2 separate regions of the Callithrix jacchus genome follow, and region 1 is linked to region 2. The links are chromatin contacts, called in public Hi-C maps. All regions are on one chromosome and are shown on one strand. Each heading gives the region's core, a stretch centred on a gene start, on an enhancer-like site or on the middle of the called end of the contact. The rest is flanking DNA. Distances are from core to core; before and after follow the strand shown. Region 1 holds the start of TPX2 (TPX2 microtubule nucleation factor). Region 2 has its middle 9.5 kb from the start of MYLK2.

What was found. Hi-C and Micro-C count contacts between places; a contact is called where the count stands out from the background.
Region 1: a Hi-C map of skeletal muscle shows a contact between it and region 2, with 5 times the contacts expected there. The contact joins the promoter of TPX2 here to the enhancer-like site in region 2. A contact is called at or near these places in 3 of 3 Hi-C or Micro-C datasets (induced pluripotent stem cells and skeletal muscle).

What each region holds. Positions count from the first base shown.
Region 1 is chr5:7,456,227-7,462,792 of calJac240_pri, reverse strand. It overlaps TPX2 (TPX2 microtubule nucleation factor), which reads left to right and starts at 1,881. Exons shown (of 18, transcript XM_078371147.1): 1 at 1,881-1,928.
Region 2 is chr5:7,385,239-7,392,107 of calJac240_pri, reverse strand. No RefSeq gene overlaps it. Among named protein-coding and RNA genes, the nearest start is that of MYLK2, 9.5 kb to the right of the region's middle. Within about 2 kb of position 1,512, at least 1 of the 16 cell types and tissues checked has an H3K27ac peak or open chromatin away from gene starts, as enhancers often do. A contact at or near this core is called in skeletal muscle, where this site is marked.

The sequences.
Region 1 (6,566 bases), core at 632-3,131, 70 kb before region 2:
AATTTTTTGTATTTTTAGTAGAGACGGGGTTTCACCATGTTGGCCAGGATGGTCTCCATCTCTTGACCTCGTGATCTGCCCGCCTCAGCCTCCCAAAGTGCTGGGATTACAGGCATGAGCCACCGCGCCTGGCATCGTACTTTAAAAATTACTATAATTTCAGGCTGGGCGCGGTGGCTCACGCCTGTAATCCCAGCACTTTGGGAGGCTGAGGTGGGTGGATCACCTGAGGTTGGGAGTTTGAGACCAGCCTGACCAGCATGGAGAAACCCCATCTCTAGTAAAAATACAAAAAATTAGTTGGGTATGGTGCTGCATGCCTGTGATCCCAGCTACTTGGGAGGCTGAGGCAGGAGAATTGCTTGAATCTGGGAGGTGGAGGTTGGGGTGAGTTGAGATCAAGCCATTACACTCCAGCCTGGGCAACAAGAGCAAAACCCTGTCTCTGTCTCAAAAAAAAACAAACAAACTATAATTTCATGTTAATATGTGTGAAATCTGGTATGTCAGTTCCCCCCAATCTTTTTCAAAATTCAAGATGTCACTAATTGTGCTTTTGCTCTTCCATATGAACTTCAGAATTAACTTGGCAAATTCCAGAACAGAACCCACTGGGATTTTCATTGCAATTGTCTTGACCTTTTTTTTTTTGTTTTGAGACAGAGTCTGACTCTGTTGACCAGGTTAGAGTGCAGTGGCAAAATCCTGGCTCACCGTAACCTCCGCCTCCGGAATTCAAGTGATTCTCCTGCCTCAGCCTCCCAAGTATCTGGGATTCCAGGCACGCACCACCATGCCCAGCTAATTTTTGTATTTTTAGTAGAGACAGGGTTTTGGCATTTTGGTCAGGCTGGTCTTGAACTCCTCACCTCAAGTGATCTGCCCTCCTCGGCCTCCCAAAGTGCTGGGATTACATGTGTGAGCCACCGCGCCCAGCCTAGGCTTTTGAGGTCTTTAGTTTTTGCTGCTACTATAAAGGGGGTTGTTTTGTTGTTCTTGTTGTTATTTTCTAATTGATTTTTTAAAAATTAAGATTGTGTGTGTGTGGGGGGTCTTGTTGTAATATCTACGCTGGTTTGGAACTCTTGGTCTCAAGGGATCCTTCTGCTTTTGCCTCCAGAGTAGCTGGGATTACAGGACAGCGTCACCAAGCAGGGCCTCTAATTAATTATTGGTGATGTATAAAAAGAACAGTTCATTCTAATCCCATCTTCTCCATCTATCATGTGATTTTTGGACATGTTTTTTCAACTTCTCCGAGCCTTTGTTTTCTTTTTACGACATGGGGATCATAAAGCCTGAGATGCAGTAGGGAATAAAACCGGATAAAGTACCCAACGAACCGCGGGTTTCATAAGGTCAGGGCAGGGACTGGGTAAAGGGTTTGCAAGACTCAAGCAAGAATGGGAAGGACGCTACGGGCGAGTCTATGTTGCATGCAGGAGACTCCATGTTAAGACGAAGTGGACTCCTACGAACCTTCAAGGCATAATGCACAACCATAGCGAGAATTATTTTAAAAAATAGAGTTTTCTTCCCTGAAAGCTTGGGGAGTTCCAGGATGCCCGTCATTCTATGATCTAAGTTGACTCTCCACTTTTTCAGTTGGTACCACCTTTCCCAAATAGTTTCGGGCGGAGCACTCCGGTCTTTGTAGTAATGTACTCCTGAGGGCTGGTCAAATGGGCTCACGCAGGCGCAGGAGACTACATTTCCCAGGAGAAGCCGGCGGCGTGGTTCACTTGGGCCTCCTTCTGACTTCCGGTATTGCCGCGCTCTGTGGGGCCAATAGGGAGCCAGGAATTGCCTTCTCGGCGCTCTGATTGGTGCATTCGACTAGGCTGCCGGGGTTCAAAATTTCAACGATAGTGAATGAATCCAGTGGAGGGTTGGTTGGCGCGTCGTTGTCAGAGCTGAGGCGACTCTAGGTGAGCCTTGGGAAGAAAAGAGGGAGCAGTAGGGCTTGGGTCTCCCTCATCCCGGAGTTTGGAACTGCTGGAGTTCACCTTCCAGCTTTTAGTGCCGTTCGCGCCGCTAGGCCTGGCCTCTGAGGCGGTTGCGGTGCTCGGTCGCCGCCCAGGCAGGGCAGGGTGCAAGCGGAGGATTAGGGCCGCCTTTCTCTTGGCAACAGGGTTTTGCTGTGAAGGACGTCCGGGAAACCGAGGGAGAAAGGAGTTGCGGGAGGCTGTCGGCTAATAACGGTAACGATAATTATTATTACCATGCTAACATCTTATAAGCATTGAACTCTCATTTCATTTCCTCGCAAAGTCAATGTAGTTGGTGCTATTCTTGTTCCAACTTTACAGAGGAGGAAACCGAGGCCTAGAATCTAGATAAATTTCGAGAAATGGGTGAAATAGCAGCCCTGCCTTTAGGAAGTGTGGCGTTTGATGGAGGAAAACAGAGGTAGTCACAAACAAGTACATCTCAAAACTTTTGTCTAAAGCAGGAAGGTAATTAGATGGTGTGAGAACATAATTGAGGGAGAGTTTAATTCCACTTGGAGTTGTCTTCTATTTGGCATTTAAAGTTGATTCGATGTTATCCATATTTGTCCAGCCCTCTCATTTTGTATGGAATCACCAGGTATTATTCCCTTTATCATTTCCTTTCTCATAACATTTATAGACTGGGGGAAGGAAAACCAAACCAGGTTATAATATTATAGAATTGGTTTAACCCCTGTTTTCTTGACATATAGCTTCTTCTTTTTTTTTTTTTTCCACTACTTCAGTAGTGGAAAAAATATACACAATTTTTTTTCTAGTACTTCAGTAACAGGGACTCCCCCAGATCAGGCCTACTTAGGATTGAAAAGGATTTTTGACTCCTAGATTTTGTTTTAAGGCCAACTCTTGGCGTACTTCCTGGTTCACCCTTACCTTGTCTTGGCATCCTATGGCCTCTCTTTGAATTTCTCTCATTCATCAGATGTTGTCAAAAATAGGACTATTTAGGCTGGGCGCGGTGGCTCACAACTGTAATTCCAGCACTTTGGGAGGCAAGGCAGAGGTCAGGAGTTTGAGACCAGCCTGGCCAACATGGTGAACTCAGTCTCTACTAAAAATACAGAAATTAGCTCGGTGTGGTAGAGGGTGCCAGTAATCCTAATTACTTGGGAGGGAGGCTGAGGCAGGAGGATGGCTTGAACCTGGGAGAGGGAGGTTGCAGTGAACCGAGATTGTGCCACTGCACTGCAGCCTGGGCAACAGAGCGAGACTCCGTCTCAAAAAAAAGGACTGGTTGCTGCTGTGGTAAGAATGTTCTTGTATTGTAGCCTTAGTGTATTATTACCACCCCCTGCCCTGGTTGGTTTGGGTGAGTTAGTTCAATATGAAGCTGGCATTCTTGTATCAAAATTATGTGGCTCCCAGCTAACTCAGCCATTTAGTTGACCTTTGAGGGTACTGTGTGCTCAGATTGGCATGAGATACTATGGGTATACAGATGTGTGACGTACTCAAAGGTTTACTGGTATGTTTGGGGACAAAAAGATGGTTTGAAATCGACAGTGAGAATCAGAACAAGACAGGACACCATGTGAGTGCTCTACTGTTTTGTAAGTGTCCTGACAGTTTAGAGGTGAGGGAGATCAAGAGCCAGTTTGTCTTTCTCTGCTTCACAAAACCCCCCTTGTCTGAATCTTGATAAGCACAGTTTGGTTAGACAGGGACCAAAACAATCCTGGTGCATAGGAATCACCCACTAAATACCTGTTGAATTGAGTAGGCAGGAAAGCACTATCTGAATTGACAACAAAATTGCAGGTATGAAAAACTGGGCTGTATTCAACTAGGTTGGTAAATTTGTTTAGACTTTCAAATTATCTAAATAGGGTTTATTTGGCCAACCTTATGGTTAAAACTGTGTATTCCAACCTTGATAAAATTAATTAATTAATTAATTATTAAATAAATAAATAATTGATTTATTAAGTTTGTCCAGGATTATGTGAAAGTCTGTCATTTCTTGTTTAGGTACCAGGAGATGTACAGGGATTTTCTACATCTCCTGGTTAATTTTCCTTCAGCCTTTTCTGGGTCTCTTCCCTATTTCTCTTTGAATTCCTGGGAGAAAGAGGAGGGGAAATTTAAATACCCTTTGACATACTTAATTTTCTTTGCTATGGGTAAAGTTAGGAAGCAGAATTGACTAGATAGACAGATTTTTTTTTTTTTTTTTTTTTTTTGAGACGGAGTCTTGCTCTGTCACCCAGGCTGGAGTGTCCACTTAACAGTGGCGTGATCACAGCTCACTGCAGCCTCTATTTTTGGACGCAGGCCATCTTTCTGCCTCAGCCTCTTGAGTTGCTGAAACTACAGGTTCATGCCACTGTACCCAGCTAAATTTTTCTACAACATAATTTTAATGGCTGTATAGTATTCCATTATTTGGTTCTTTATATTATTTTATCCAGTGCAATTGCTAGTCAAAAAATGCATATTTTTGGCTGGATGCAGTGGCTCATGCCTGTAATCCCAGTACTCTGGGAGGCCAAGGCCAGTGGATCACCTGAGGTCAGGAATTCAACACCAGCCTGGCTAAATTGCTTGAACCTGGGAGGATGGAGGCTGCAATGAGCTGAGATTGCGCCATTGCACTGCAATCTAGGTGACAGAATGAGACTCAATCTCAAAAAAAAAAAAAATGCATATTTTTTTTTTTTTGAGATGGAGTTTCGCTCTTGTTACCCAGGCTGGAGTGCAATGGCGCGATGTCGGCTCACCGCAACCTCCGCCTCCTGGGTTCAGGCAATTCTCCTGCCTCAGCCTCCTGAGTAGCTGGGATTACAGAAAAGCGCCATCGTGCCCAGCTAATTTTTTGTATTTTTAGTAGAGATGGGGTTTCACCATGTTGACCAGGATGGTCTGGATCTCTTGACGTCGTGATCCACCTGCCTCGGCCTCCCAAAGCACTGGGATTACAGGCGTGAGCCACCGCGCCCGGCCCAAGAATGCATATTTTTAAGACTCTTGACACATAACACCAAAGTGCCTTATAGGAAGATTATGCTGATTTTCATACCCACTAAAACAGTTTATATTCACATAGACACAAATGTATAATCTTAAAATAGATAATATATTTACATGGTACAAAAGTCAAAAGAATACAAAAAGCATCATAGTTTAAAATCTTCCTCCAACCCTGTTACTTTCTTCTTCACTCTCACCATCCATAGGTAAACACTTTGTTTTTTTTGAGACAGAGTCTTACTCTGTTGACCAGGCTGGAGTACAGTGGCATGATCTCAGCTCACTGCAACCTCTGCTTCCCTGGTTCAAGTGATTCTCCTGCCTCCGCCTCCTGAGTAGCTGGGATTACAGGTGCATCACCACAGCTGTAATTTTTGTATTTTTAGTAGAGGTGGGATTTTGCCATGTTGGCCAGGCTGGTCTTTAACTCCTGACCTCAAATGATACACCTGCCTTGGCCTCTCAAAATGCTGGGATTACAGGCATGAGCCACCTAATAAACACTTTTATTAGGTTCTTGGGTTTGGGTGTTTGTGTGTATTCCCCAAACCAGATACCTTTTGAAGGGTAGATATCTCTATAAAATTAAATAACTGGTATTTGACTAGGATTGTAATCTGCAGCCCCATTGTCAACCATTACAAACTTTTTCAGCTTCATACCATTGGAATATCAGATCACTTGGGATTCTACTGAGATTTCCTTTTAGTATTCTGCAAAGCTCTGTGTCATTATTGGTCCTAGAAGTAAACAGCATCACTGATTTCTGTCTAGGTCCTATTAATTATAGGTAGATTATGGTTTGTTGGGTTCTATGGATAAATTAAAGCAGAATTGAGTTTGTAATCCTTAAAAAAGGGCAAAATGAAACATACAAGTTTGGGAGAGAAATGATAGGAAATATTTGCTTGAAGTTTTTGGGCAGTGATGAATTAGAACAAGTGTCCACGTGTCCTGTGCTGACTTCTGAGTGTTGGACAGTGAGGGATTGTCATTGGATTTTAAATTGACCCAATTTTGGAAGCTTCATAGATCTGTTTCTGTAAACAGATCCAATTTCAACACAGAAGTTAGCAAACATAAATGTGGAAACACAGTCCATTAAACTTCTTTCAGACTTAGTTTGTGACTTTGATTAACAGCTAAAATTGCATGCTGGATTATGTTGCCATTTACTGACTGCTGCTAATCCCTTATATACAAGAAAAAAAAATGTAGCTGTTTTCTCCCTGGGTAAGATGAAAATAACTCCACTCCATTTTACTTGTGGTAATGTAACAGGATCTCTTTTCCCTTGTGAAAGCAGGAGAGGATGTGCCTGGGGAAATGGCACTGCCTGGATGGGACCATCTTAACTAACTATACTTCTAATGAAGTCTTGACTTACTCTGTTTATTTTATTACATTAATAGTAGAATCCATGACTTTAATAGAAATAGGCAAGTCACATCTCACAGGCTCAATAGCAGGGTGTTTGAGAGCATCTATCACACCAAAGTCTTTGTTTTCCTGAGGAGCTGTAGTCCACTATTTTACCCTGCTTAGAATGCACCCCCTTGCAGCTTTCCCCCACCCGCTCTGAACCTG
Region 2 (6,869 bases), core at 263-2,762:
CCAGCTATTCAGGAGGCTGAGGCAGGAGAATCACTTGAACCTGGGAGGTGGAGGTTGCAGTGAGCTGAGATCGTGCCATCGCACTCCAGCCTGGGCGACAGAGCGAGACTCCATCTCAGAAAAAAAAAAGATGTTAAGGTGTTACCTCAGGCATGTCCTGGCTTCCTTCCTGACTGAAGAATGAAGCTTCTTATGACAGACAATGTAGTAACATGGAGGCAAACTTCTGCATGATGTCCTGGGTTTGTGACCTAAGGTCCCAAGGACTAGAGGGCAAGATAGCACCTGGTCCTCATCTCCTGGCTCAGTTGAGCTTTAGGGGTTTGCTTATTGTCTTGAGTGTTTGGTTGAACCTGTGTCTCCTATTGGGTCAGTCTTGATATTGCTTCCTTTTCAGTTCTCTCGATGAAGGCCGTCTTACTGAATCTTGTCTGCTGGGGAAGTTCCTCATTGCTGAGAGTAGCAGTTAAAAAAGCTGTTAGCCACGTGGCTGGGCTCCTATTTCTGCACAGGCAGGCTGAGTTACAGCTCGGTGGTGTGGATCCAGGTAGGAATTGGTCAACATTCTGAATCCTGAGCTGCCATCTGCCTTGCAGCCTGCTGGGATGCTCAGTTTAGACAACATATAAAGTTTCCTGGATACGGGACAAACCCAGGCCTATGGAAAGAGCAGGAAGGTTAAAGTGTGTGGTACTTTGGGCAATGACGAAGGCGTAACCAGGGAGCTGACATGTTTGCTCCAAAGCCAAGAATTCCAGCACAATTTGTTATCCAGCTGAAGCCAGTGTAGTTGCTACAAAAAGCCTGGGGACAAAAACATGCTTTTTCCTTGTTTCCTTGTCATCTTGCACACCTACTGTTTCTTAGCGCTGTAGTAAAGGTTGCTGACATTGGAAATGTCTGATGATTTTTGCTGTTCTCCTTGTAAATGAATAAGAGTCTGGGCTCAGGCCACACCATGGCTCTAATGTGCTAAAAGTATCAGCTTCCTGAAACAGCTTCACAAATGCTGACATTTCACTCAGACCAGGAGGGCAGGGGAAAGACTTAAGCAAATACTAGGTTTTATCATGAAAGAATGATTTCAACAGACTAAACCTGGTCTGATGGCCTCAATTGCCCTCCCTGGGTTTTTTGTTGTTGTTGTTTTTAATTAAAACAGGGTTTCACCATGTTGGTCAGGTTGGTCTTGAACTCCTGACCTCAAGTGATCCGCCCACCTTGGCCTCCAAAGTGCTTGGATTACAGGCGTGAGCCACCACGCCAGCCTTTTTTTTTTTTTTAATGTTTTTAAATTTAAGCTTTATTGGACAGAGAAGAAATAGAGACCTGTCAGATCTGAAGAGACACATGTAGCATGGGACTGGTGTCCCAGAACATTGCAGGTGTGTGAAGGTGCGAAGAGTTGCATCCAAGTACTATTGCCCAGCTTGTTTTGGCACTGATGGTCTCAGATCTTCTTTTGGGAGCAAGGGTGGGAGAAATTTCCAGTGGGTCAAGATACTAGTCAGTGGTCATAACTTGTAATGTGAAAAGCAGTCTGGGGCAGCCTGCTTGCTTAGTGGTAAAGAGAGAGGAGAAGGCTCTAGCCTTGCACTGACATACCTCCATCACCATACTTGGGGACACCCTATCACACGGATGAGTAGGTATTTTCTTTTGTGTAAAACTCTGTCTGGTTTTATGCATAGTAGAGCCTTTCTCTATATATATATTTGGTATTATTTTTCATTTAGCATAATAGTAACTCATTTTTCCTATATTTTTGCATACTTTGTAAATACCATTTTTAACAGCAGGATGCTATTCCATTGTTCTGAGTTTGCTTCTCTACATTGAAAATGCTTGTTTTTCAAGGATTTTTCTGAGCTCTATTTATGGGACAGAATTGTCTGTGTTTGCTTTCCCCTAACACATCATGTTTGTCTCTAAACGTTATTATTATTATTGTTTACTAGTTATCTTTTATTTGGAGGTTTATTTACATTTGGATATAAAAGATTTAGCAATGATCACCTTCCTCATGGAAGGGTTCTGGGCCAAGGAGGTCATGGTCAGGAGTGTGGAGTGTGCTCTCCATACTGGCCGTTCTTCAGTGGTACCTATGTTTGAGTTCCTTATAAGAAAGGCAGTGGCCAAAAGGCATGTAAGCTGTGAGCACCATAGAAACCCGGTGACACTCCCTTTCTTAATAGTACCATAAGCACTAATAAATACAGCAAAGCTTTTTGAAACGCTTCAGCAATGCCTTTGGTGGTAAAAATCAGCACCCAGATCCAGCTTGGCAGCTCCCTTAATTTGACATCCATGAGTTTCTTGTTCACTGGTATGACTGATGCCATTGTGGGGTCCTGGTGCCTGCTATCTCTTAACTTTAAATGGTTGTTCTCAAACCACTTACCAGCCTATGTTTGTAATTAATATATAAGCTTGAGAGAGAATAGAAGCCCTTCCCAAAAGCATAGAACAACATTATCGTGGCTTGCACATTTGCTGAATGGAAGGCTGTTTTTGGCTGATGTGATGTCAGTGTTACTGATGTCCATGCCTGGAGATAACGTTCGTTGGCATTTAGCAAAGCCTTTCTGGAGATAATTCTGGTTATGTTCTCTAAAGTCTTGGATGCCACGTTTTCAAGTCGATTTGTCGTCTCTACTTTAGATCAGATTTGAAAACAGAAAGCTCTTTGTCTTTAACTCTACCTAGAGGCTGGGTGCGGTGGCTCACACCTGTAATCCCAGCACATTGGGAAGCTGAGGTGGGTGGATCACGAAGTTAGGAGTTCGAGACCAGCCTGATTCAACATGGTGAAACCACATCGCTACTAAAATTACAAAAATTAGCCAGGTGTGGTGGCACGCACCTGCAATCCCAGCTACTCAGGCTGAGGCAGGAGAATTGCTTGAACCTGGGAGGTGGAGTTTGCAGTAAGCCAAGATTGCGCCACTGCACTCTAGCCTGGATGACAGAGCAAGACTCTATCTCAAAAAACAAAACAAAACCAAACCTCTACCTGGAGCTGTGATGTGTCTTTTGGGAAGAAGGGTGGGGATTATAATCTAACGCCTGTCGGTGAAATGATGGGTGACCTTTAACAAGTTACTCCTCCTTAGGGGGCTTCAGTTTCCACATCTGTCAAATAAGATTGAGCTGAAACAATTAATAAGGCTCCTTTTAGCTTAAATATTTTTAGATTTCTTTTTCTAGGCAGTTTTATTAAAGCTGAACCAGCCCTACTTTTGCATTTATATGTCTTCTGTACCCAGTTGCTTAATCCCTGCAAGAGGGCACCTCTAGCAAACTCTCCTGTCCCTGGGTTTCCGTGTGGACTTCAATGAAGTATGGTGGAGACCAGTGTTCTGTCTTCTTGAGGACTTTCCAAGCGTTGTTCTGGAAATGGAAATCTAGCCCAGATCACTCCAGGGAACTAATCCCTGAATAATGTTGTCCCTTGACACACACATATTTTCTGATGTTTCTCTTGACCTTGGAACTGGTTAAAGACTGCACAGAATGTTCAATGAATTCTTAGAGACTACCACAAAGGAGTCCTTCCCAAGCCAAGATGTGATTTTTTCCTCCCAAAGATTGAGTATTTTGGAAGTGGTCCTTCTATTGCTGGAGGCGGTTTAAGGACGTCACCATAAAACTGACACTTCACCTTGTTCCCTTTTCTATTTCTCTCCATTGCAATTCGGTTTTTATGTGTTCATGGTCAAGGAGACCTGGGTTATTTTTGGATAATTGGCACAGGGTTCAGGAGGAATACAGAATTATTTCATGGAATAAACTCTAGATTGGGAACTGGGAGAGCTGCTCTCACTTTGTGACTTTGAACATGTTCTCTGGGTCTCAGTCTCTTCACAGAAGTTAGAATGATCTTTGTAGAAAGGACCCTTCCTCCAGTGCAGTGGAGAGGAATTTTCCCCCAGCTTTAACATGCCCCAAAGGCATTCTGGGCAGCAATGGTGACTGTTGACCCACCCAGCTGGCCAGTGCGACTCAGTGTGGCTGTGCTTGAGTGACATTCAGTGTTGTCAGTGGGTGTGTCACCAGGGATTGCCAGAAACCCGTGCTGTTTACCCCTAGCTAACAACCTGACAGGACAGGGTCAGCAGCTTCTAGTTAAGAGCTGGCCAAAAGAAGCTGGGAGACATCTCTGCAGGGGAGGACGCTCATGGGAGTTTGTGCAAGAGCCTTTTTCTCCCTCATGGCAGTTTGTTACTGCAGCAATAGAAAATGAATGCTGGAAGCAACATAAAGCAGCAGTCACTCAGGAGCTGGGAGGGGGTGCCAGTGTGCCACCCCTTCACAAAATCACTTTAATTTTATTTTTTTTGAGCCAGAGTCTCTCTTTGTCGCCCAGGCTGGAGTGCAGTGGCGTCATCTTGGCTTGTTGCAACCTCCACCTCCCAGGTTCAAGCAATTCTCCAGCCTCAACCTCCTGAGGAGCTGGCATTACAGGTGCTAGCCACCACACCCAGCTAATTTTTTGGTATTTTTTGTAGAGACAAGGTTTCACCATGTCAGCCAGGCTGGTCTTGAACTCCTAACCTCAAATGATCCACCCACCTTGGCCTCCCAAAGTGCTGGGATTACAGGCGTGAGCCATCGCTCCCCGCCATAGCTTCACTTTTTGTGCATCTCTCTCTCCTGGGAACATTCACTGTACTGATGACTGGGTCTCAGTGTTCTGTGTTTCCCCACACATACCAAAACACTACTCTTGTGAGCTATTCAGAGGCTTCACGCACATGGGTAGGAACTGGAAGGTCACCGTCTTGGCCTGTGGGGACTTTGATTCTCCAAGACAGTGGTCCTCAGAGTGTGGTCAGCATCATCAGGGACTAGAAATGCAAATTCTCTATTCCCACACTGGACCTACTGAGTCAGGCACACTAAGGGTGGGGCCCAGCAATGTATATTTTGACAAGCACTCCAGGGGACAGTGATGCATGCCCAAGTGTGAGAACCACTGTGCCAGGAGAGGGACCTGCAAATCCCGATAGACCACAGGTCTCCTAACACAGGTACCCATGGGCCAGGGACTGGCAGCCACTCTCTCCTGTGACCTTAGTGCCCAGCCAGTCAAAAGCCTATCTCAGGGTGAGAACACCTTCTTTCCTTCCACAGCCCCTTGGGGGGTCACCTTTGTACAGTCTGAGTTACACAGGAGAGTTGCCTGAGTTTGTTGAGTGGATATTTATCTTCTTAGCCAAGACTGCATTCCCAGAATGAAGATGGAGGGAAGAATGCTTTTCTATATGTTCTTCCAACAAGTCATATGACAGATAAGGAAACCAAGGCTCAGAGTTTAAGTTACTCATCCAAAGTCATGCTGCTAATAAGTGGCAGGGTCAGAATTTGGACTCAGGTCCATCTGCCCTCAGGTGTCCTTTCTACCACAGCAACTTGCATCCCTTGGCCAGAACCAGCTCCAGGAGGGTAGGGCCTGGCTCTTTCTGGATTTGAGCTGGAGCCCTCACTGAACTCTTGACCTTGTTGTGGGAACCTCCAGCTAAGCTTCCCAGACACTGGGAGGCAGGTCCTCTCCTTGCTTTCACCCTGTCAGCAGAGCAGGCATCTCAGACTGTGCTGGATCCTGTCAGGGATGTGGCAGCTGCCAGTCAATTAAGTCACAAGCCTCAGCAGGCCTGATTGAGAGCCAAGGTGGTCACCATGCCAAGTGGACTGCAGCCAGGAGGTGTCCTGTCCAGCCCACCCCTCATCCTTTATTTGGAGGCCCCTCCCCATCTCAGGCAGGGTCTTCTTCCCCCAGCAGCCGCTCAGAGCTTGCCATGCACCCTCTGGATCTTATGGTAGCCCAGTTTAGCAAATGGACCTGAAGTTTTATAAATAGCGCAATGGCAGGCCGGGAAGCTGTCCTGTGCAAGAGGACAGAACATGCATTCCCTGCTTCTTGAGCCATTTCCTGGGATCGGGTGATGGGAGCGACTTCTAGTGCAGATGAAGTCGAATTACTCTTGTCTCCTGGGCGTATGCTCTGCACTTGGTCTTGCTTCTACCCTTTGGTATGTCTGTGGTTCTCCCCGACTGCCTCTGCCTTTGTGTGGTTGCTGGTGCTTCCAAGTCTGCTCCTGGGACATTTCCTGTTCTTGGAACAGCTGCACCAGCCTGGGGTACCCTCCTGCTACTTGATCCTATAGGGAGGTGTCCAGTGGCTGTGGGCAATTTTCAGATGACCTTGTTCCTCTGACGTCATTAGATAGCTATTTTTGGATTTGCTGTTTATGCTGCAGAAGTTGGGCGGGGATGGGAGAGAAGGAATGAAGGAGGGGCTGCTCTTGGTTTCCCATTGTTTCAGGGTCCTACAAAAGTAGGTGCATTTATTCCTCAACATTTACAGAGCACCTACTGAATGTGGGGCCCTAAGGCAACCAAACTGATTCTTCACTCACTAGTGAATTTATTTTCAATGGGCGTTGCTTTGTGGTACAGAGTAGTCATTAAAGGTGAGGGCTCTGGAGCTTGGGTTTAAATTCCAGCCCACCATTTACTACCTCTGAAACTCCTCTGTGCCTCAGTTTCCTTTTGGAAATGGGCATGATTATAGTATCTACCTCATAAGGTTGCTATGAAGATTAAAAGTTAATATCTGACACACTTTAAATACACAGTGAATGTTAGTGGCTATTACTACTAACTACGATAGCACCACATATTGTACTAAGTACTTGGGATATGAAATTGAATGTGATGTAGTCTGGGTCTGTTTTGCACTGGCATCTGGCATCCCAGCGTCTCAGATATTGGGATGGGGCACCCAGTCAGCACCAGTCAGAAAGAATACCTGTTGTGTGTACTACTTTTTCCTACCTTGTGGCGGAGGGCATGCAAGGGAAACAGAA